Regions from separate parts of the Mus musculus genome. Here all the other regions are linked to region 5. A link is a contact called in public ChIA-PET, Hi-C and HiChIP or PLAC-seq data. All regions are on one chromosome and are shown on one strand. The core of a region is the stretch at or near the end of the contact, and the rest is flanking DNA. Distances in the headings are between cores, read along the strand shown.

The links. A called contact is a pair of places that touch in the nucleus more often than the background predicts. ChIA-PET counts read pairs in DNA pulled down with a chosen protein or histone mark. HiChIP or PLAC-seq counts read pairs in DNA pulled down with a chosen protein or histone mark.
Region 1: an H3K27ac HiChIP or PLAC-seq map of regulatory T cells shows a contact between it and region 5, with 9 times the contacts expected there. The contact joins the enhancer-like site here to the promoter of Slc30a7 in region 5. A contact is called at or near these places in 4 of 39 promoter capture datasets (the C10 cell line, liver and pre-B cells), 1 of 484 Hi-C or Micro-C datasets (effector CD8 T cells), 13 of 115 datasets of contacts at active chromatin or transcription factors (the 230-238 cell line, CD4 single positive thymocytes, the SCID.adh cell line and 10 more) and 2 of 9 other capture datasets (adipose tissue and liver).
Region 2: a contact with region 5 is called in a Hi-C map of muscle stem cells, with 3 times the contacts expected there. The contact joins the enhancer-like site here to the promoter of Slc30a7 in region 5. A contact is called at or near these places in 16 of 39 promoter capture datasets (Sertoli cells, cranial neural crest, embryonic stem cells and 9 more), 1 of 15 datasets of contacts at CTCF or cohesin (embryonic stem cells), 6 of 484 Hi-C or Micro-C datasets (bone marrow-derived macrophages, cerebral cortex, embryonic stem cells and 2 more), 43 of 115 datasets of contacts at active chromatin or transcription factors (the 230-238 cell line, CD8 T cells, the SCID.adh cell line and 29 more) and 4 of 9 other capture datasets (adipose tissue, liver, macrophages and 1 more).
Region 3: an H3K4me3 HiChIP or PLAC-seq map of bone marrow-derived macrophages shows a contact between it and region 5, with 4 times the contacts expected there. The contact joins the enhancer-like site here to the promoter of Slc30a7 in region 5. A contact is called at or near these places in 3 of 39 promoter capture datasets (cranial neural crest, embryonic stem cells and liver), 2 of 484 Hi-C or Micro-C datasets (the HPC-7 cell line and bone marrow-derived macrophages), 16 of 115 datasets of contacts at active chromatin or transcription factors (the 230-238 cell line, the NIH/3T3 cell line, bone marrow-derived dendritic cells and 10 more) and 4 of 9 other capture datasets (adipose tissue, liver, macrophages and 1 more).
Region 4: a FOXA1 HiChIP or PLAC-seq map of pancreatic cancer cells shows a contact between it and region 5. The contact joins the enhancer-like site here to the promoter of Slc30a7 in region 5. A contact is called at or near these places in 8 of 39 promoter capture datasets (cranial neural crest, frontonasal cranial neural crest, hematopoietic stem and progenitor cells and 4 more), 1 of 484 Hi-C or Micro-C datasets (bone marrow-derived macrophages), 14 of 115 datasets of contacts at active chromatin or transcription factors (bone marrow-derived dendritic cells, bone marrow-derived macrophages, embryonic basal ganglia and 10 more) and 4 of 9 other capture datasets (adipose tissue, liver, macrophages and 1 more).
Region 6: a contact with region 5 is called in an RNA polymerase II ChIA-PET map of effector CD8 T cells, with 57 read pairs. The contact joins the enhancer-like site here to the promoter of Slc30a7 in region 5. A contact is called at or near these places in 12 of 39 promoter capture datasets (the 3T3-L1 cell line, the C10 cell line, the HPC-7 cell line and 8 more), 1 of 15 datasets of contacts at CTCF or cohesin (embryonic stem cells), 1 of 484 Hi-C or Micro-C datasets (nephron progenitors), 38 of 115 datasets of contacts at active chromatin or transcription factors (the 230-238 cell line, CD4 single positive thymocytes, CD8 T cells and 24 more) and 4 of 9 other capture datasets (adipose tissue, embryonic stem cells, liver and 1 more).
Region 7: an H3K27ac HiChIP or PLAC-seq map of extraembryonic endoderm stem cells shows a contact between it and region 5. The contact joins the enhancer-like site here to the promoter of Slc30a7 in region 5. A contact is called at or near these places in 11 of 39 promoter capture datasets (cranial neural crest, embryonic stem cells, frontonasal cranial neural crest and 5 more), 1 of 484 Hi-C or Micro-C datasets (bone marrow-derived macrophages), 20 of 115 datasets of contacts at active chromatin or transcription factors (the 230-238 cell line, CD8 T cells, the SCID.adh cell line and 11 more) and 4 of 9 other capture datasets (adipose tissue, liver, macrophages and 1 more).

What each region holds. Positions count from the first base shown.
Region 1 is chr3:115,595,421-115,598,120 of GRCm38.p6, reverse strand. No RefSeq gene overlaps it. Among named protein-coding and RNA genes, the nearest start is that of Gm40124, 45 kb to the left of the region's middle. Within about 2 kb of position 1,345, at least 6 of the 459 cell types and tissues checked have an H3K27ac peak or open chromatin away from gene starts, as enhancers often do. A contact at or near this core is called in regulatory T cells, where this site is marked.
Region 2 is chr3:116,326,047-116,328,746 of GRCm38.p6, reverse strand. Cdc14a (CDC14 cell division cycle 14A) reads left to right here. Exons shown (of 16, transcript NM_001080818.2): 9 at 38-268. Among named protein-coding and RNA genes, the nearest start is that of Gm46839, 69 kb to the right of the region's middle. Within about 2 kb of position 1,391, at least 35 of the 459 cell types and tissues checked have an H3K27ac peak or open chromatin away from gene starts, as enhancers often do. A contact at or near this core is called in cerebral cortex, muscle stem cells, neural stem cells and 1 more, where this site is marked.
Region 3 is chr3:116,481,533-116,484,232 of GRCm38.p6, reverse strand. No RefSeq gene overlaps it. Among named protein-coding and RNA genes, the nearest start is that of Rtca, 25 kb to the left of the region's middle. Within about 2 kb of position 1,297, at least 43 of the 459 cell types and tissues checked have an H3K27ac peak or open chromatin away from gene starts, as enhancers often do. A contact at or near this core is called in the HPC-7 cell line, bone marrow-derived dendritic cells and bone marrow-derived macrophages, where this site is marked.
Region 4 is chr3:116,344,037-116,346,736 of GRCm38.p6, reverse strand. The region is part of intron 7 of Cdc14a (CDC14 cell division cycle 14A); the gene reads left to right. Among named protein-coding and RNA genes, the nearest start is that of Cdc14a, 79 kb to the left of the region's middle. Within about 2 kb of position 1,281, at least 15 of the 459 cell types and tissues checked have an H3K27ac peak or open chromatin away from gene starts, as enhancers often do. A contact at or near this core is called in pancreatic cancer cells, pancreatic islet and trophoblast stem cells, where this site is marked.
Region 5 is chr3:116,006,129-116,008,828 of GRCm38.p6, reverse strand. Slc30a7 (solute carrier family 30 (zinc transporter), member 7) reads left to right here and starts at 1,423. Exons shown (of 11, transcript NM_023214.7): 1 at 1,423-1,694; 2 at 1,894-1,995. The coding sequence starts at 1,615. It overlaps Extl2 (exostosin-like glycosyltransferase 2), which reads right to left and starts at 532. Exons shown (of 5, transcript NM_001163514.1): 1 at 292-532.
Region 6 is chr3:115,668,076-115,670,775 of GRCm38.p6, reverse strand. No RefSeq gene overlaps it. Among named protein-coding and RNA genes, the nearest start is that of Gm40124, 28 kb to the right of the region's middle. Within about 2 kb of position 1,350, at least 29 of the 459 cell types and tissues checked have an H3K27ac peak or open chromatin away from gene starts, as enhancers often do. A contact at or near this core is called in CD8 T cells, the HPC-7 cell line, the SCID.adh cell line and 3 more, where this site is marked.
Region 7 is chr3:116,308,053-116,310,752 of GRCm38.p6, reverse strand. Cdc14a (CDC14 cell division cycle 14A) reads left to right here. Exons shown (of 16, transcript NM_001080818.2): 11 at 2,454-2,613. Among named protein-coding and RNA genes, the nearest start is that of Gm46839, 51 kb to the right of the region's middle. Within about 2 kb of position 1,357, at least 6 of the 459 cell types and tissues checked have an H3K27ac peak or open chromatin away from gene starts, as enhancers often do. A contact at or near this core is called in extraembryonic endoderm stem cells, where this site is marked.

The sequences.
Region 1 (2,700 bases), core at 96-2,595, 410 kb after region 5:
TTCCCATCAATGCTACTCTCCCCTTCCTTTAAACTAGTAGTATTTCTAACTGGATACCCAATAGCCTCCCGGACCAACTAGCATCTTTGGATCTGGCTGCTACTGAGTTACAAATATGAAGAAAACGTATTCTGGGAGACTTCTGTGAGTCCTTAAAGGGAGGTACCGTTTCCACTTCGTCCTTTTCCTTTATTTCTTGGCTGCAGTGCAGATACAGTGGGAAGCAACTGGACTAAAAGGAAACTGGAAGATTCTAGGGATGGATGGACAACAGCCTTGGATCTTGGGTCTCTGTATGACATGGTCTTCCCTTACTTAATCTAGTAGTCTAAATAACACTAGGTCTTGATATTTAAATTTGTATTTAAAAATACTCAGGAGATTTTACTCCCACCCTTGTAATCCCTAAGGAAAGAACTTACCTTCTGTGTATTATATTGGCAATCACATCCTGGCCAGCCTTCCGGTTAAGAATTACTATCCTCATTCCATAGTTGAGAACACTGAAACTTTCTGGAAGAAACTGATCTGTACCCAGCAGGCATGGCATAAGAATTCAGCAGCAGGTCTGTTCCCACAACCTGGTCTTCTGCCTAGGAAGGAGGTGGTGAAACCCACATGGACATCTGCTGGAATGGAGACATCAGTGGTCCCATCTGATTTATCTGGGTGTTTCCTGAGCAGGGAGGAGATGCAAACATGACTATGGACTAAGGTTATCCCCAAGAAGCCAGTCTTTATAATGAGGGAAAGAGCTGGCACTGTTCTTGGTCCTGGTTTATGATTCCTGTGGAAGAGGCTCTTTTTAATACAGGCAGATGAGTCTAAATATTCTTTTTTATTAGATATTTTCTTTATTTACATTTCAAATGCTACCCCCAAAGTTTCCTATACCCTCCCCCCTCCCTGATCCCCTACCCACCCACTCCCACTTCTTGGCCCTGGCATTCCCCTGTACTGGGGCATGTAAGTTTGCAATACCAAGGGGCCTCTCTTCCCAGTGATGGCCGAGTCTAAATATTCATAAACAGCCTCTTACTCAGATACAGAAGTCGGGAAGAGGGAGAAAATCAGAGAAAAGGCTACCATTAAAAGTATGATACAGCCGGGCGTGGTGGCACACGCCTTTAATCCCAGCACTCGGGAGGCAGAGGCAGGCGGATTTCTGAGTTCGAGGCCAGCCTGGTCTACAAAGTGAGTTCCAGGACACCCAGAGCTATACAGAGAAATCCTGTCTCGAAAACCAAAACAAAATAAAAAAGTATGATACTGGGTGGATTCGTCACATGATTAGAGTAGTAGATGGACGTTTCATGTCTACATTCAGGTGCAGGCGAGAAGCAGCCAGAGAACAGTGCCACCACGTGGTAGAGAAAGGAACAGCAACGGCAACACCTGGGAACAGACCTAACCTGATTGACAACAGCCTTTTTTGAGGGAACTCCTGGTGACCCTGGTTAAAAAGAGAGATGCCCTAGGAATTCAAGTCATGTGGAGAATGCTTGATTTCCAGCACAATACAAATGAGGACTCAATGCAGCTTGGGAACAAAGGAGTATCATATTGACAAAGCCACTTGAGCTCTTAGCTATTCCCAAGTCCAAGGAAAGGAAAGTCATTTGCACAACCAGACAGCCAGTAAAAGCTGATCTGATTGATTTTCCTTGAGTGATTCTCTCAGCCATCACCAACAATCCCAGATGTCTCAGAAAGCTTAGAAAAAATAATCTACTTTGGGTTTAGGAGAGAGGGCAGAAGCAGTAAAGAATGGGTCAGCAAGAGAGATCTGGGCTGCAGGCAGGCAGCACATTAAGGAGATGGAGTGACTCAGTGTCTACCCAAACCTGAGATGTTTACAGCTAGGCTCTGACTACACACTGAGATAAAACTCCAGACGTAGGCATATGTCTCCTGATCACAGACTCAATTCTATTCTCCATATCTGTGTCTTTAAACACACTTGTTTCTTGAGGTTAAACCGAAAGCATTTCTTCCTTGTAACTTGACGAGTTGAGGCCAATCAGAGACAGAGGGTAAGACAGGAGTCCTTGAGATGCTACATCAAGAAGGCCCCTGAGTCCTTGCTGTAAGAGCCAGGTCTCTTGAAAGATCATATTTACACCTGGCCAGAACTGTAGATCTCTGGAGGCTGTGGATGGCACTTGACTATTGTCTGCTCGGTTTGAATAAAAGTCATAGAGGAGGGAAAACAGACATGGTTAGGTTCTTTTGTAACTCATATGAGAGTTGTTCTAAGGATTTAATGGCAACTGGTGGGGATGTGTCTTGGACATAAGTACCCCATCTGCAGCCATCTGACTTCTGCTCATTAACAGACACTAGAAGACAGCTTTCTGTTTGGGGGTTATTGAGCAGAATTACCTGTGGTAGTTCCGATATGTGTCTTTCCCTCAACCTTTGAGACTCTGACTTAGTAAACTTGGGTTGTATCTGAGACTGTTTCTTTTTCTGTTTTTCTTTAAATATTTTTTTATTACGTATTTTCCTCAATTACATTTCCAATGCTATCCCAAAAGTCCCCCATGCCCCCCTCAACCCCCACTCCCCTAACCACCCACTCCCACTTTTTGGCCCTGGCATTCCCCTGTACTGGGGCATATAAAGTTTGCGTGTCCAATGGGCCTCTCTTTCCAGTGATGGCCGACTAGGCTATCTTTTGATACATATGCAGCTAGAGTC
Region 2 (2,700 bases), core at 142-2,641, 320 kb before region 5:
TGTGGTTTTCTGCTGACTGTCCCTTGTTTGCCTGTAGGTTACCCTCTCCACGCTCCCGAAGCCTACTTTCCATACTTCAAAAAGAACAACGTGACCACGATCGTGAGATTGAACAAAAAGATCTACGAGGCGAAGCGCTTCACAGACGCTGGCTTCGAGCACTATGACCTGTTCTTCATAGACGGCAGCACCCCCAGCGATAACATCGTGCGGAGATTCCTGAACATCTGTGAGAACACCGAGGGGGCCATCGCGGTCCACTGCAAAGGTGTGTGTGAGCTCTCAGCGGCCACTGTGCTGGGAAAGGGCGGGCCCAGACCCACCTAATAATGAGCCAGACCTGCGGGTGATAGGATACAATGGGATGTTTTTCTTTTGTACTAGATAGTTGGAACATGAGCCCATTTTAATAATCCCTTCCCTAAAGAAAGGATTAATCGCCTTGGTGGTGGGGCCCAGCTTTCTGGACAAGTCATGGCATGCACTTGTGACTCTTCTGAGCCCAGGCGCATTGACTCTGAACACCACTAGAAGGAAGTAACGCTTCCTTCAGAATTGATCATCTTTTCTTCGTACTCTTCCATCATCTGACATTTAGTGTTTCTATATGCGCGTACGTGTGTCTGTGTGTTCACACGTGTGTATGCCAGAGTTTGACAACTCAAGTCTTCCAATTTTGTAGTTTTGAGACAGGGTCTCTCACTGAAGTAGGAGCTTGCCTTTTTGGTTACACTGACTGGCCCGTGAGTCCCAGGGGCTCTCTTCTCTCTACACTCCCCATTCACGGGCACCTGCATTATATCTGGGTCATGACAGTGTCTGGCTCTAACTGCAGGACCCCCATTCTTGCTTGGCAGGTTTACTGACTTTCCTCCTAGCTCCTCTCGATGGCTTTCGGGTCTCTCTACTCTTCCACCCTCGCGCCGCCCCTCCCCTAAGTCTTATGCCTCATAGAATAGAGGGTCTTCCCACCCATTACTCGATGTGGGTTGTCTCAGAATTAACTGGAAGACTTTGCTGTGCAAGTGAATACCTGGCTTCTGGAGTGGGCACTGGTCAGGTAGAGCAAGTGTAGGTCCCAGCTTTTAACAAATCAAAACGCAAGATTTCCAGTTAAAATTGAGCGTTACATTAAAGTCGGAAGGAGCTCAGATTCCACTGTGGGTTTTCTAGTTTGGTGATCTTCATTTCCGCGGAGACGAATCACTCCTGGGAATGAAGCCTCTAGCATGCCACTCGCAGCTCTTCACGGTGCCGCGAGGTGGCGCTGCTCACATTGGCTTTGCGTCCACAAAGGCGGTTTTTTGTTGCACGGTTATGCAAATCGGCCAGTAGGTGTTGGGGATGGTACTGTTCTTTTCATGTGCGGAGCGCTGCTGTAACTGCCTTATTCAGACAGTGTGGCTTTGGTTCTGACAGAAATTAAAATACCATTTTGTAGGCCCTTGTTTCTATGTTTAAGATCTGAGTAGGTGGAGGAACTTTGCTGAACATGTGAGCTCTGAGCAGTGATGCCAGGCTGCGTTCTTCTCCCAGCAGCCTGGGAAGACAGGGAAGCGACCGGCACATGGCCCCCGATTTAGGGATGGTTCCCGAAGCCAGGCTGCATCTACCTTTGGCGCAGCTCTTCTCTCGCCCTTCTTTGTGCGGGGAAGACCCTGGCTTGCAGGACAGTAGTCCTCTCTCTGGGTTGTTAGACTAAGGTGTTCATTTGCTCTCTTCTTTGCTTCTGGTCTCTCCTGGGGCAGAGAGCTGGCTTGTTCTGAACGTTTCTTTGGCACTCTAAGTTTGTTTTATTGTAACCCTCCCGGCGGGAACGAAAGGACTCTAAATAGAATCTTGTGCCAGCCGCGTTTGACTATCAGGCTGTTGAGATTATGAACCCCACGAAAATGGATTTTCCTCAGCATTTTCCTGATGGGAGAAGCCAGCTAGAGGGAGATCTCTCTCTCTTTCTCTCTCTCTCTTTTTCATATCACTGACAACTTGTCGGGTCACTTTGCAAGTCTTAAGAGGGGGGTCACACTCTTCACTACAACACCTTGAGTGAATCCCCCTTTCTGTTTTCTACTCTCACATATATCTTTAGTTAGACCACTGCGGATAGGTGGCTGTACTTGGCTCTGTGTGTGTGTGTGTGTGTGTGTGTGTGTGTGTGTGTGTGTGTCTCGAGGTGGGGTAGGGGGAAGGGCAATTGGGACCCAGCCTCTGACCTAACTCTGGTAACATGGTGGTGGTCCCATGCTGTTAGAGTTTGCTCACATGCAGGACAAGGCCCACCATTCCCATATGCCATGTGTCAGAACCTGGGAGCCTATGGAGTGTGATAATGAAGCTTTAGTATGGGACACGCCGATCGTCTCTTTTGAAGGAAGTTCAGTTTCCTATTTAAACAAACAAACAAACAAAAAATCAGCATTTTCCCTAGGGGATTAATTTGGCCTTTTCCTAGTCAGTATTATTATGACAAGGTTCTGTGTATATCTGTATATTTATAAGCTATATTTTGGATCAACTGACTGGGGGGGCATAGCTTTCCTTTTTTATATACTTTTTTAATACAGTATTTTTTTTATCATGTTTCCCCTCCCCCCAATTCCTTTCCTATCCTCTTTACCTACCTACTCACCCAGAGACATGTTCTCTGTCTCTCTCAAAACAAGAAAACAAAAGACAAAAATCAAAATAAACAAAAAACCA
Region 3 (2,700 bases), core at 48-2,547, 480 kb before region 5:
AGTGATTGTGAAAGGAAAAGATAATCTGTGGTCTTTGTAGATGTCAACAATGTGGGTGTGCTGCCTAGTGCTTTTGTTAACACAAGCTAAATTTACCTGGAAAGAAGTTATCAGTTGAGGCCTTGCCTCTATCAGATTGACCCATGCGTAAGTCAGAGGGGACATTTCCTTCACTAAAGATTGATGTGGGAGGGCACAGCACACTGGGCATTGTCACCTCTAGGCTTGTGGTCCTCGCCTGTATAAAAGTAAACTGAAAAAGCCATGGGGAGCAAGCCATGAAGAAACAGTCTTCCACGGTATCTGATGAGGAAGCATTCTTCCATGGTATCTGCTTCATTTCAGTTCCTGCCTCCAGGTTCCTGATTAAATCTCTGTTCTAACTTCCTTCAGTTATGCGGAAATGTAAACCAGATAAGCCCTTTCTTGCATAGTTGGTTTTGGTCAGTATTCTATCAAAGCAACACAAAGCAAGTTAAGAGCATAGAAGAAGGCAGATTCTACTGCCTGGTGGTAATTATATAGTAGTAAATACACACACACACACACACACACACACACACACACACACACAATCTTATTTCTCTGTGCCAGGCATTGATCCCAGGGAAGGTAGCTCCACCACTGAGCCACATCCCCACTCTGGAGACTTTCAAATCAGCATTTCCTCTTCCAGCAATGATATAACCTCTTCCTTTCCTATTCTGACCCTGGCAAGCATCTTCTGTGGTTAAAATTGGGTAGCAGTATGTACAGTTGATTTAACATATGCAACGTTCAAGCACTCTACAGTATCTGAGCAGGAAGTCAGAGGACAGAAATGTCTGGACTGCTGTGAACTGTAGTAACTTTAACCGACTGATGGCTAGATACAGGCAGAGTATTAGCCTGAAAGAGTTTGAGAGGCATGAGTTCACGGGTAGAAACTGAGGCAACTGTCCATCAGGTTTACTCATGACGTTTCTGCTGAGTCTTCTTTACAAATGTGTTTTAATGGTCCCCAAAGTCAACCAGGATCAAAATGCTAATTTCGGTCTTGCCTATTCCCAATATGTTGTAAGCTCTTCTATTATCTGATATTGCAAGCAGGTGATCTTCTACTCAGAACTAGAGATGTAGTTACTGGAGCAAAGGAGAGACATTGAAGTAGCCAGAGCTAAAAAATGATCCAATTTCCTACTGTTAAAGAAACATAGCAAAGGTGTGTCAGGGAGGGAATCAGGCTGAAGAACCCCACCACTGCCACTGCTACTACAACAGCCCCGAGAGGAACTGGAAGTGGGGGAAAGCCCTTTCTCTTTTACCTTCTTCCCCTTTCCACCCAGGCCTTCCCTTTTTCAGAAGCCCTAACTGGAAGCCGTGTGTTAAGGAAGTCTGGAAATGATAAAACAGCATCTCACCCATGAAACAGAGTTTTGAAAGGTGTGCTTGGAGCTAAGAGACAGCAAACAGCCAGATCTATCTTCTTGACCATTCAACATCTGTGATGGATAACGTTGCCATCTTGACTGGATTTAGAACCACCATGGAAATGCACTTCTGGGTGGCCATGACAGTGTCCTGGATAGTTTTGTGTCAACTTGGCGCAAGCTAGAGTCATCTAAAAGGAGGCAAGTTCACTTGAGAGAATGCCTCCATAGGATCCATCTGTAGAGTATTTTCTTAATTAGTGACTGATTAGGGAGGGTCCAGCCCACGGGGCATGGTGCCACCTCTGAGCTGGTGATCCTGGGTTCTATAAGAAAGCAAGCTGAGCAAACCATGGGGAGCAAGCCAGTGCGCAGCATGGGCCTGTGTGTCAGCTCCTGCCTCCAGCATCCTGCCCTGCTTGGCTCTCTGTCCAGACTTTCTTCAGTGATGGACTACAAAGTGGAAGCATAAGCCAAATAGACCCTTTCTTCCCCAGGTTGCTTTAGTGGTGGTATTTTATCACAGCTATAGAACCCCTAAGACAGAGGTGTTTTCAGACTGGACTAATTGCAGTGGGAAGAACAAGCTTAAGTGTAAGCCACACAACCCCATGGGCTGGATGGAATTCCAACAGAGTACAAAGGAGAAGCAAGCTGAGCACCAGTGTTTATCACTGATCAGTCCTGACTGTGGACACTATCCGACCAACTGCCTTGCACATTTGCTGTCCTGACATCACACGATGGACTGCACCTTCAAGCTGTAAGCCACAACAGACCCTTCCTCCCTTAAGATGTTCTTGTCAGATGTTCAATCATACCGTGAGGAAAAGTGACAAGAGTCCAGTGCCTACTTACAGAGCTCTATTTCAATAGCATTTCGTTTTGGCCCAATAAGTCAGGACAACTGTTTTTACAAAGATGTTTTTATCTACTGGAAAGATTTGCCCTAAGTTCCATCAGTTACCATAGCCTCGTTGGGGTGGTCATGTCTGTTCTATGCAGTCCTACTTGGACATTCTAAAACAGTGACCTGTAAAGCTAGCCACAGTAACAATACTTTTAAAAGCATTTTTATTTATTCTTTGAAAAGTTCAATCTTTAAAAAAGGGGGGGGGGATGGCTCAGCGGTTAAGAACACTGACTGCTCTTCTAAAGGTCCCGAGTTCAAATCCCAGCAACCACATGGTGGCTCACAACCATCCGTAACGAGATCTGATGCCCTCTTCTGGTGTGTCTGAAGACAGCTACAGTGTACTTACATATAATAAATAAATAAATCTTTAAAAAA
Region 4 (2,700 bases), core at 32-2,531, 340 kb before region 5:
TCCTTACTAGATACAAATTTCCTGTGCATAGGACATGGCTTTGAGGAAAAACATATTCTGTGTTCTTGTATAGAAGTCTTTAAGTTCAGAAACCTCTATGTCTGTCTTTAAGGTTAATACGTTTAGTATAATTTTACAGGCTATTGTTTAAATCTTCTTGTTTAAATTCTTTCTCTCTTTCTCTCTCTCTCTCTCTCTCTCTCTCTCTCTCTCTCTCTCTCTCTCTCTCTCTCTCTGTGAGTAGTAGCAAAAGAACCTTTTCATTTTAGAAAGAAAGAAAAGAAAGCAACCCCATAAATTAGAAGGCAGTGCATTTATAATGGACAAGACTGCTTTAAACGTGTGTGTGTGTGTGTGTGTGTGTGTGTGTGTGTGTACCACATAGTGGTCATTATAACAAGTGAATTGACTTAAACTTCTCTTGGAATGCTTCCTATCATTTAGTTTTTAGAAGGACAGAGAAGAGTGCTTATAGTTTAATACTTCTTTGTAGAGATAAAACCACTCCTAAGAAGACCCCATCTCATACATATATCATATAGCTGTAGTGTGAGTGGAGGTGTTTTACTCTGATCTCATGCACATATGCACATAGCTATAGTGTGTGAGTTGTCGTGGTTTACTCTGAAGCTAATGACGAGTGTATCTTATAAACCCCTCCCTTGTGTAGGAGTCTTTTAAGGTCATGGACCTAACTGTGTGGGAGTAATTTTGTCCTCTTATAATGAACCTCCAAATAAAATGTTTCAGATGCCATCTCCAAAGAGCCCCAAGTGCTGGACCTCTGCCCCAAGTGTCTGAACATGGAGGATATACCACTAAATACACCATTAACTGCTAAAGACATTTGCTTAACAAGAGTGATTCAGGCCTGGGGGATGGAGAACAGCAAGCACAAACACTACCTACCACACAGAGCAAACAAACACTGAAACAGAAACCTAGTGGATCATCCCTCTGCCTTCCACACCATGTTGTTGAGGCAGCTACTGTATCTTACACAGGCAGTGCTGTGTGATTCTTACAAATCAGCAGAGACAATAAATAGGACCTGGTGACAATGTGGTCCTCCTGCCTTTACGTGAATTAATAAGAACCCAGGGGCTAGAAGCAGAGCTGTGGGTTTGGGTGGCTGTCTAGAAAGCTTTGTTGTCAAATTCCTTCCTTTTCTGTACGTGGACCGTCTATCCCATCACACAGACTATCAAAGAGAAGGTCATGAAACACAGAGCCGTGGTGGGCGTGCCATCAGCGTGTGCTCGATGAGTAATTGAAGAAAGGGTCACTTTGGTGACAATCTGTGGCCCAGGCACTCCTTGTCATAATGCGTCTTGCTGTTTGCACGGCTCCAGGGAGCCTGGTCATTTGGTGAACCGTGAAAGAGCCAGCGTTTCAGGCAACAAAGCCTTAGTCCAGGGATGGGCTCGCAGATTTCAAAGCAAAATTGTGTTGCTGACTGCAATTGTGAGACTCACTGGGAATGATTTGGGATATTCAGGATGGATCTTTTCATAGGAACCTTCCCACTTTATTGAAAATAGATTTCTTCTTTACCCCTCACATAACATATGTTGATCATCCCCGGGTTCTCCTCCCATCTGGACCCGCCCCCTTCCTTTGAAGGGATAATAATAGAATAATATAAAATGAGATGACATATAATAAGAGAAAAGAAAATCTAACACATAGGAATAGGGAAAAACCAAATAAACACAAGAAAAGGGGCCCAAGAAAAGGCACAAAGAGACGAGACACAGAGATCTGCTGGGTTGTGCAATCAGGAATCCTTAAAAACACTAAATTGGAAGCCATAATATATACTTAAAGGACCTGTAGGGTAAAAAGAAAGAAGATAGAATATGTCTAAATAAAATAGAATAGAATAAAATAAAAATAAAGAAAGAAAATGGGGTTGGGGGAGAGGAGAGAGAGCAAGGAACCTGTAGAGCCTCTGTTGGCCATCTGCTGATAGACATGACGCCTGCCCTTAAGGTTGTTTGCTTCCCCCATGAGACAGACTCCCTTGGAGAAAACTGAGTTTACATTTGCAAGTGGTTCTCAATGGGAGCTTGTTCTGGGTTAAGAATGGGAGCGTGTGTCCACTTCTTCCTTTAGCGTGGTGACCCAGTGGGGCAGAGCCGTCCAGGCCGTGTGCAAGCTGCCCCAGTCTCTGTGAGTTCGTATGTGCTTCAGTCCTTGTCTTCTTGGCCTTCTCGCTCTTTTCATTCTCTGGCTCTTAGACTCCTTCCACTGGAGTGCCCCGTTGTCTGTCAGTGGGTCTCTGTGTTTGTTCCCACATGCTGTAGGAGGAAGCCCTGCTGATGATCGCACCGATCTAGTAATACAGCAGGTCACCAGGAATCATTTTATGGCCTTTTTGTTGAACAGTGGTGTTTGGTTTTCTCCTAGGTCCCTAGGCTATCTAATCCCAGGTCCTTAGTCACCCAACCAGTTTTGGGTTGGGCTCAGTCTTGTGGAGTAGCCCTTAAGGCAAACCAGATATTCGTTGGTGACTCCCACAAGATTTGGGCCAGCATTGCTCTAACATATCTTGCCAACAGGACACCACTATAGAGCAGTGGGCTTGTGGGTAGGTCCGTGTTTACATTTCTCCTTTGGTAGCATGCGGAGTCCCTTCACTAGCACATAGGGGTGGGAGGTCTAGGCAGGTGCCAGCTGTACTTTTCCGTGCTCAGTGAC
Region 5 (2,700 bases), core at 174-2,673:
CTTTAAAAAGTAAATGCTACTAATTGAGAATATTTGCTTACATGACAATAATGGTCCAAGAAAGGCAAAGACAAAAGAGACATGTTTGTCCTAGAACTTATAGAATCAAGCCGTTTGTTACCAGCAGTTTTTAAAGAGGAACATTAAAAAAAAATCAAGATCTATTTTCAAAAATCTAAATTACAGAATAAATCCTTCCTACCCACAAAGTTCCAAGAACGAGGGCAAAACAAGCAGAGGTCCCAAATGGAAAGATAAAATCAATGAAAGAGAATTTCACAGTTGCCTCACCTCTAGTGCAGAAGATTGCAGCGGGGCCAGCGGGTTTATTTGCAGCTTGGTTAGCATAAATCGAAAGGAGAGTCTCCTTTGCTTGCCTCTTTTCCACCCCTTTCCTAAACCGGGCTTCCAACCTCTCTGCCCGTCCAATTGATAACCTAGGAAATGCGCCGCCTGCAAAGTGAGTGCCTGGAGCAGGGGACAGTTCCTGAGTGGCCACCCCTCCCTCGCTTTGGGTGACGCTCCACTTCCTGTTAGGCAAAAAGGCTTTCCCAAGAAGCTCGGTTTTGTAGTTTCCAAGCCACCTCCCCAAACCAGACCCCCTTTCCGGGTTTCCCCTTCTAGGTAATAACTTTTAATCATTCACGTGATCGGCCAGCTGACCTTGTCTAAACAATCCCCTAGAAAGATGCTGGAGAGTGTCTCTCTAGCCAGCCCAGGCCCACAAGGCTCATCCCCAGCCTCCCACCCAACAGGCTTGTATCTGCACCTCCTGAAATGGACCATAGTGACAGCTACTGTCTTGGGGGTGACAAGGATGCTAAAGGAACCTGTCTGCGGTTGCCTTCAGGGCTACAACCGAATGAGGTTGCAGGGGAGAAACAGCAAGAAGCGGACCTCAAGGCCATAGTCTATGGCCCTCTTCCTAAAGGACGTTTTAAAATACCTTTAAGTGTTTCTTTTGCAAAGCACTCAACGATCGCGTCCCGCGTGACGGTTTCCGCGGGTGGGGGTGGACTCCCTTAGCGTTGACCTCGGGAAGCCATTCTCGCACATCCCGTGCAGTGGCGGCGCAGCACGTGGCCGCCTGGGCTTTTCAGTGATGCTGCCTAAGGCACAGCGGGGATTTGAGGTCCTTTAGGGGGTTAATGCTGAAGGAGCAGGAGCGGGCTGCACTGCATCCGGGGACGATAGTGATGGGCGATCTGGGTGGGTGACAGCGGGCCCTGAACCAGTCAGCCACGTCTGCAGAGAGCCAGCAGGGGTATCTTTCGTGAGTTCAGGAGATAGGACCCCTAGCTCAGCTAGAGATAGATCCCCAAGCTTTCAGCTCGGACTTTCCGCAGCCCCCAAGCCCCGCCTCCTCCCCGTAAGCCCCTCCCCTGCCGGAGTCCCCGCCCCCGCCTCCCGCTTTCCCGTCCCAGGACGCGTTGCGCGGCCCGGGCCGGAAGTCCTCGAATTCCCGGGTGTGTGTCTGTGTCTGTGTCTCGCGGCGGTGCCGCGGCGGTCAAGCGCTTTGGGGTCCGCGTTTGAAGCGTCACCGCTGTCACTGCCGCCACCATACCGAGTCACTTCTAGAGGGACGGAGACCCGGCCCTTCGCCGGGTGGAGAAGATGTTGCCCCTGTCCATCAAGGATGATGAATACAAACCACCCAAGTTCAATCTGTTCGGCAAGATCTCAGGCTGGTTTAGGTGCGGGGTGCTGTGATTGCTGGGAGGGGGCTGCCCGGGATGCTGAGACAAAGCTGGGTGCTAAGGATGGCCTGAGGTCCAGCATGGGAGCGTCACCCTCCTGCTGTGGTGGAACGAGCATGCGGACTGGGTGGGTTTTGAGGGGTCCCCGCAACCCCCTTGGCTCCTGCTTGCTTCTGATCACCTGTATCGTGCCCAGGTCCATCCTGTCGGACAAGACATCCCGGAACCTGTTTTTCTTCCTGTGCCTGAACCTCTCTTTCGCTTTTGTGGAACTACTCTACGGCATCTGGAGCAACTGGTAACCAAAGGGGAAGATGATTGGGGCGGAAGCAGAGGGTGAGGGAGACAAGCCACTATTTGCTTAGTGCCACGTAGCTCCTTACCGGCAGGTTCACGTCTTACCTTTGCCACTACCACTTTTGCTGAGTTGCTCTCAGCGTACTCTCACCAAAAGGGAAGGGCTGCAGTTCTAAGATCGGGGACTCTCATTTCCTGCAACTCCATTAAACAGAACTGACAAACAGGCCCCCTCCTCATATTTTTTTTTTACTTTTTTATTTGGCAGATGCAATGAATCTCTTTAACAGCTTGCCTTAGCTATGCCTCAGGAAAAATGAGAGGATCCTGTTAGCTAACCTACCTGTGGGTGTGGCTTTTTTTTTTTTTTTTTTTTTTTTTTTTGGATTTCACTCCTAAGATTCTGAGAGAGAAAGATCTGAATGGCCCTGTTAAATTTATGATTGCCTTTGAATGACTTTTGAAGAGGTTTGTGAAGAGACCGTTGGCAAAGCATATGCCATTCTCTTTTCCAGTGAAACTGTCTTAGGATTTTCCTTGTATCTTTACTGCAGTAGAAAATCCCATACAGTTTTCTGAGAATGCCATTTTGACTTGAAGGCTTTGGTGTCACCTTTGGGCTTTTTTGTTTGTTTGTTTTTGTTTTATGGTGTCAAGATTTGGGTCGAAGAGAGTCCGGTGTCGCTAAGGAAGTAAAGTCACTGGA
Region 6 (2,700 bases), core at 101-2,600, 340 kb after region 5:
AATACAGTCTCTACCACTGAGCTATGCCTCATCTTGAAGTTTTACCCTGACTGTCAAGTGTGGCGCTCAACAGGGAATGATCTTCTTCAGGATTCACCAGGAAAGCTGTGTAGAGCTCCAGACAAGGAGACAATGGGCTGCTAAGACAGTGTAAGCAAATCTGGCTGCAGATAGACTCTGAAAGTGCCAGGGCTGTAGTTGTGGGGTTGAGAGTTTAGGAGCCTGTGGTATGGAATGGGAAAAGTAGTCAGAAGACGGTCAAACAGAGGGACCTGGAGAATTATATCTCCCACACACTTATGCATGTGAACAAGTCTGTGTAGTATGAGTTCTGACAACAACAGCTCTTGAGCAAGGCCCGTGGAGGCCTAAGGTTGTGGGTGGGGCTTGTGATTTGAAAGAGATTTTTTTATTAGGTATTTTCCTCGTTTACATTTTCAATGCTATCCCAAAGGTCCCCCATACCCACCCCCCTAATCCCCTACCCACCCACTCCCCCTTTTTGGCCCTGGCGTTCCCCTGTACTGGGGCATATAAAGTTTGCAAGTCCAATGGGCCTCTCTTTGCAGTGATGGCCGACTAGGCCATCTTTTGATACATACGCAGCTAGAGACAAGAGCTCCGGGGTACTGGTTAGTTCATATTGTTGTTCCACCTATAGGGTTGCAGTTCCCTTTAGCTCCTTGGGTAATTTCTCTAGCTCCTCCATTGGGGGCCGTGTGACCCATCCAATAGCTGACTGTGATCATCCACTTCTGTGTTTGCTAGGCCCCGGCATAGTCTCACAAGAGAGAGCTATATCTGGGTCCTTTCAGCAAAATCTTGCTAGTGTATGCAATGGTGTCAGCATTTGGAAGCTGATTATGGGATGGATCCCTGCATATGGCAATCACTAGATGGTCCATCCTTTCGTCACAGCTCCAAATTTTGTCTCTGTAACTCCTTCCATGGGTGTTTTGTTCCCATTTCTAAGAAAGGGTAAAGTGTCCACACTTTGGTCTTCGTTCTTCTTGAATTTCATGCGTTTGGCAAGTTGTATCTTATATCTTGGGTATCCTAAGTTTCTGGGCTAATATCCACTTATCAGTGAGTACATATTGTGCGAGTTCCTTTGTGATTGGGTTACCTCATTCAGGATGATACCCTCCAGGTCCATCCATTTGCCTAGGAATTTCATAAATTCATTTTTTTTAATGAGGCCCTCATAGGCTTGTCTATTTCAGTGGTCACTCTATAGTTGGTGGAGCTGTTTGAAAGAACTAGGAGGTGTGGCCTCCTTGGAGGAGGTATCTCAGTGGATGTGGCTTTTGAGGTTTCAGTAGCTTGTGACATCTCAATTAGCTTTCTCTATCTCTTTCTCTGTCTCCTCTCACCCTGCCTCACATGCTTTCAGAGCAGATGTAAGCTCCCAGCTACTGCTCCAGTGCCCTGCCTGCTTGCCTGTTGCTATGCTTCTTGCCATGATTTTCATAGATTCCATGCCTCTGGACCATGAGTCCCTAAATTAAGTGCTTTCTTTTATATGTTGCCTCGAACCTGGTGTGTAGTCATAGCAATAGAGAAGTAGCTAAGACAGAGGTTTAACTAAGATGACTCAAAGCCTTGGCATAAATGGAAATAGAAAGGATATGGAAAAGGAAGATGGGGTCAGAAATGAAGCCTACAAGCCTCCTGGAGACAATTTTTAGCTAGGTGGTTGTGACACAAGCTAGAGTAAGCTGGGAAGAGGGAACCTCAACTGAGGAATAGCTCAGCTCAGCTTGTTCTGTAGCCATGTTGATGAAGGACTGTTTTGTTTGATGATGTGTGTGTGAGGGCTTAGCCCACTCTGGGTAGTGCCATCCCCTAGGCAGGCGGGTCTGGACTGTATAAGAAAGCTAGCTGAGAAAGCCAGGAAGGCAGTCCGACTCCATGGTTTCTCCTTCAGGTTTCTGCTTTGACTTCCTTTGGTGACGGACTGTTACCCCAGAGTGCGAATTGACATCAAATCCTCTCGTCCCCAAAGTTGTTTTGGCATTTGTCTCAGCAACAGGATGAAATTAGAACAATGATTTTACTCTATATTTATTTGTTCCAGAAAAAAGCCAATGATATACAGTTCTAGTTCTGTCTCTTCTCATTCTTTTATCTAGTACATTTAGTGGTGGTGGTATTTGTGTGTGTGTGTGTGTGTGTGTGTGTGTGTGTGTGTGTGTGTGTTTCAAGACAGAGTTTCTCTGAGTAGCCTTGACTGTCCTGGAACTAAGTAAACCAGGCTGTCCTTGAACTCAGAGATCCTCCTGCCTCTGCCTCCCAAGTGCTGGGGTTAAGTGGGGTTAAGGTTGTGTGCCACCACACCTGGCTCTATCTAGTACATTTTATTAATCTTTTCACTTAGTTTTTATATGACATTCACCATAGTTTTAAATTTTCCTTACAATGTAGCACATCATAGGGACTTAAAAAATTCTTTTAATGTCAGTATCTTCCCATATAGCCCAGACTAGTCTCAAATTTCTGATCCTCCTATCTGAACCTTAGGAGTGCTGGAATTACAGGTGTTCATCACCATGTCTCGTTTTTCTTGAGAACACTTAGCAGATACCTGTCATGTATTTTGTCATATAGACTGCATCCCTGTCTTAGTCAGGGTTTCTATTCCTGCACAAACATCATGTCCAAGAAGCAAGTTGGGGAGGAAGGGTTTATTCAGCTTACACT
Region 7 (2,700 bases), core at 108-2,607, 300 kb before region 5:
CATCTGACTTGAGTTGTACTAAAAGCAGATATTTACAAAGAAACATCCAAACTAACTACACATTGGCTCATATTAAAGCCAAATTACTTAGTTATTTTTTATATGGCACATAGGTCTAGCTGAAATCTGACTAATTTGGGCTAGGATGTGGCCCCACACAATCACCCCAACCCTGGCCACGTCTCCCAAAAGGCTGCATCCAGATGGAGACAAGTCTCTTCCTGTTGCTGCTCCCAAGCACGGCATCTTTTAGTGAAGGGCCAGCCATTTCTTGCTCTTGGAAAATGTGCTATAATGTTGGAAGATTGGCTTTCAATAGATGTGTTAGCTTTACAAGAACCAAGTTTTCAACGTTAAATGCTTTAGAAGACACATTTTACTTCTTTTGTTTGAGAGGAGGCTTTTAAGGCGAGACAGACAGTGCTACAGAAGCTGCTGCGATGAATGTCGTCTGTGGCTAGGTATCTCTCTATGTGAAAGGCCGCTTCCTTTTGCTCAAGAAGCAGTTGCGTACATCATTGCTTAGCAACACTTGCTTCAGCTCTGACACCTTATTCATCTTTAATATTCAGGTTTAGATCAAGTCTTTCCAGAGACGGGGCAGGTTGAGTCTTTGAAACCAAGCAAGTGGAAGTTGTCACTTGGCAATTTTCACCCTAGGGCTGTCAGCACGCGCCGGCTCTTCAGCTCATAACCTATGGTTGAATTTGACATTCCTTTTCACTTTAGTTCCTTTAGCCTTTGTTCCCACTTCATTTTGTTTTCTCTTAAATCCCTAAAGACGCTACCACAATGTCTGCATTTGGGGCATCACATTTAAATATCTTAGCACGGCACCTGAGATCCATCATCAGAAAGGACGTTTCCCCAAGCTCAGCCGAATTAGCCAGTGCTGTGTTCTGTATGCAGTTTCCTTAGCTTGTGCTTGTTTGGGGGTGGAGTGGGGTGAGGTGAGGTATGATCTCGGCTGGATGAGTCCTGCTTTATCTTTCCAGATAGGGCCCAGCATTGTTTAAGGACAGGAATGCATGCTGAGAAATGTATCTGTAGGCAATTCTGGCGTCTGGTGCACTTTACAAACCTGGATGTATAGGCTGGCCATCACCAGCATACATGACCTTTAGAAGGTGGGACATGCAACCGCTGCCTTGTAACATGACATTGTATTTAATGGAAGACTTCCTTTCTTATGGGGGAGGGAGAGAGAAGAGGAGAGAAAAAGAGAGAGGAAGAGGGAGAGAGAGAGAGGGAGGGAGGGAGAGGGAGAGGAGAGAGATAAGCAGAGAGACACACAGAGAGAGAGAAACAGAGAAGAAAGAGAAAGGTGTGTATGTGCATACATGTGAGTGGATGCATGTGCACACAGACACTTGGCTTCTGAGCTCATAGGGAATGTCTGATTTCTTTAGATAGGGCTGGGCCCCTTTGCCTTGGATCTTGTCTGAGCCTCGGTCACAGGGCCTCAACGTGCTGGATCTCAGCTGTTCACTTCTCCCTTATTAAAGTAGGAATTTCTTAAGGGACAAGGATTCTGCTATCTATCTATCTATCTATCTATCTATCTATCTATCTATCCATCCATCCATTTTAAGTTTTTCAAGACAGTTTTTCTCTGTGCAGCCCTAGCTGTCCTGGAACTTGCTCTGTAGATCAGGCTGGCCTTGAACTCACAGAGCTCCAACTTCCTCTGCCTCCTGGTGTTCAAGGCTTGGGCCAATGCCGTCCAGCTCGGTCTTTATTCTTAAATCCTCCTGTCTGTGTGTTTCATGTATTTGAAGAATTTGTCTGAATGCGTGACAAGGCAGAACCTTTCCCTGAGAGCAACAGTTCCTGGGTCTTCTTCCTGTATGAATTCATCAGCCGTCTCCAGACCTATACATTCCCTGTCAAGGACTCTGCTATTTCTTACTACTGCTGGAAACCCATAAGAGTCAAGCATCAGATAAGGGTTCTGATCCATGTCGGCCTGAAGTAGAAGGCTGGGAAGATACACGAGTGAGGGCAGGATGCTTTGAAGATACCAACATTTAAGAGCCTAGGCTACGCTTTTCTAAACATTTGCACAAAGGAAAGAAATACGAAGGTTGTTTTAAATCCCTGTTTTCACAGCTGGTATAGAAGATCAACTGTGACTCTATGCTATCCTAACAGCATTGGCTTATATATCCTAGGCTTCAAAAGTACGATTTGAGGGTTAGCTTCTAAGATAGAAGACAGATAGAGCCTGACTTGTTAGTGAACTGGTGTGGATGGATTTCTGAGCTATTGTTCATATTTAAAAAAAAAACTCATCTATTTAGAAATATTTAGTTTACTTAGAAATGTAATGGTATATTTCCCCTTTCTAGTCTAGTTGTTAAATATTTTGTTAATATCTTTCTTGTTAAGATATCATAGCATTGGGAAGATGACCATTGTTTATCTTAAATATTTTATCCTCTCTCTCTTTCCAGAAAACAAGCATCATTGTGGGTCCAAGGAGACATTTTTAGATCCAAACTAAAAAATAGACCATCCAGTGAGGGAAGTATTACAAAAATTATTTCTACCCTGGATGATATGTCTATTGGTGCAAATTTATCCAAATTACAAAGCACAGAAAGGATTGGAGAGGTGAGTTTTCCCCCGGAGGCATCTACCTCCCTAACACCAACATTCTTTGTCCATTTGTTCCTGCATTGAACACATATCTCGTAGACC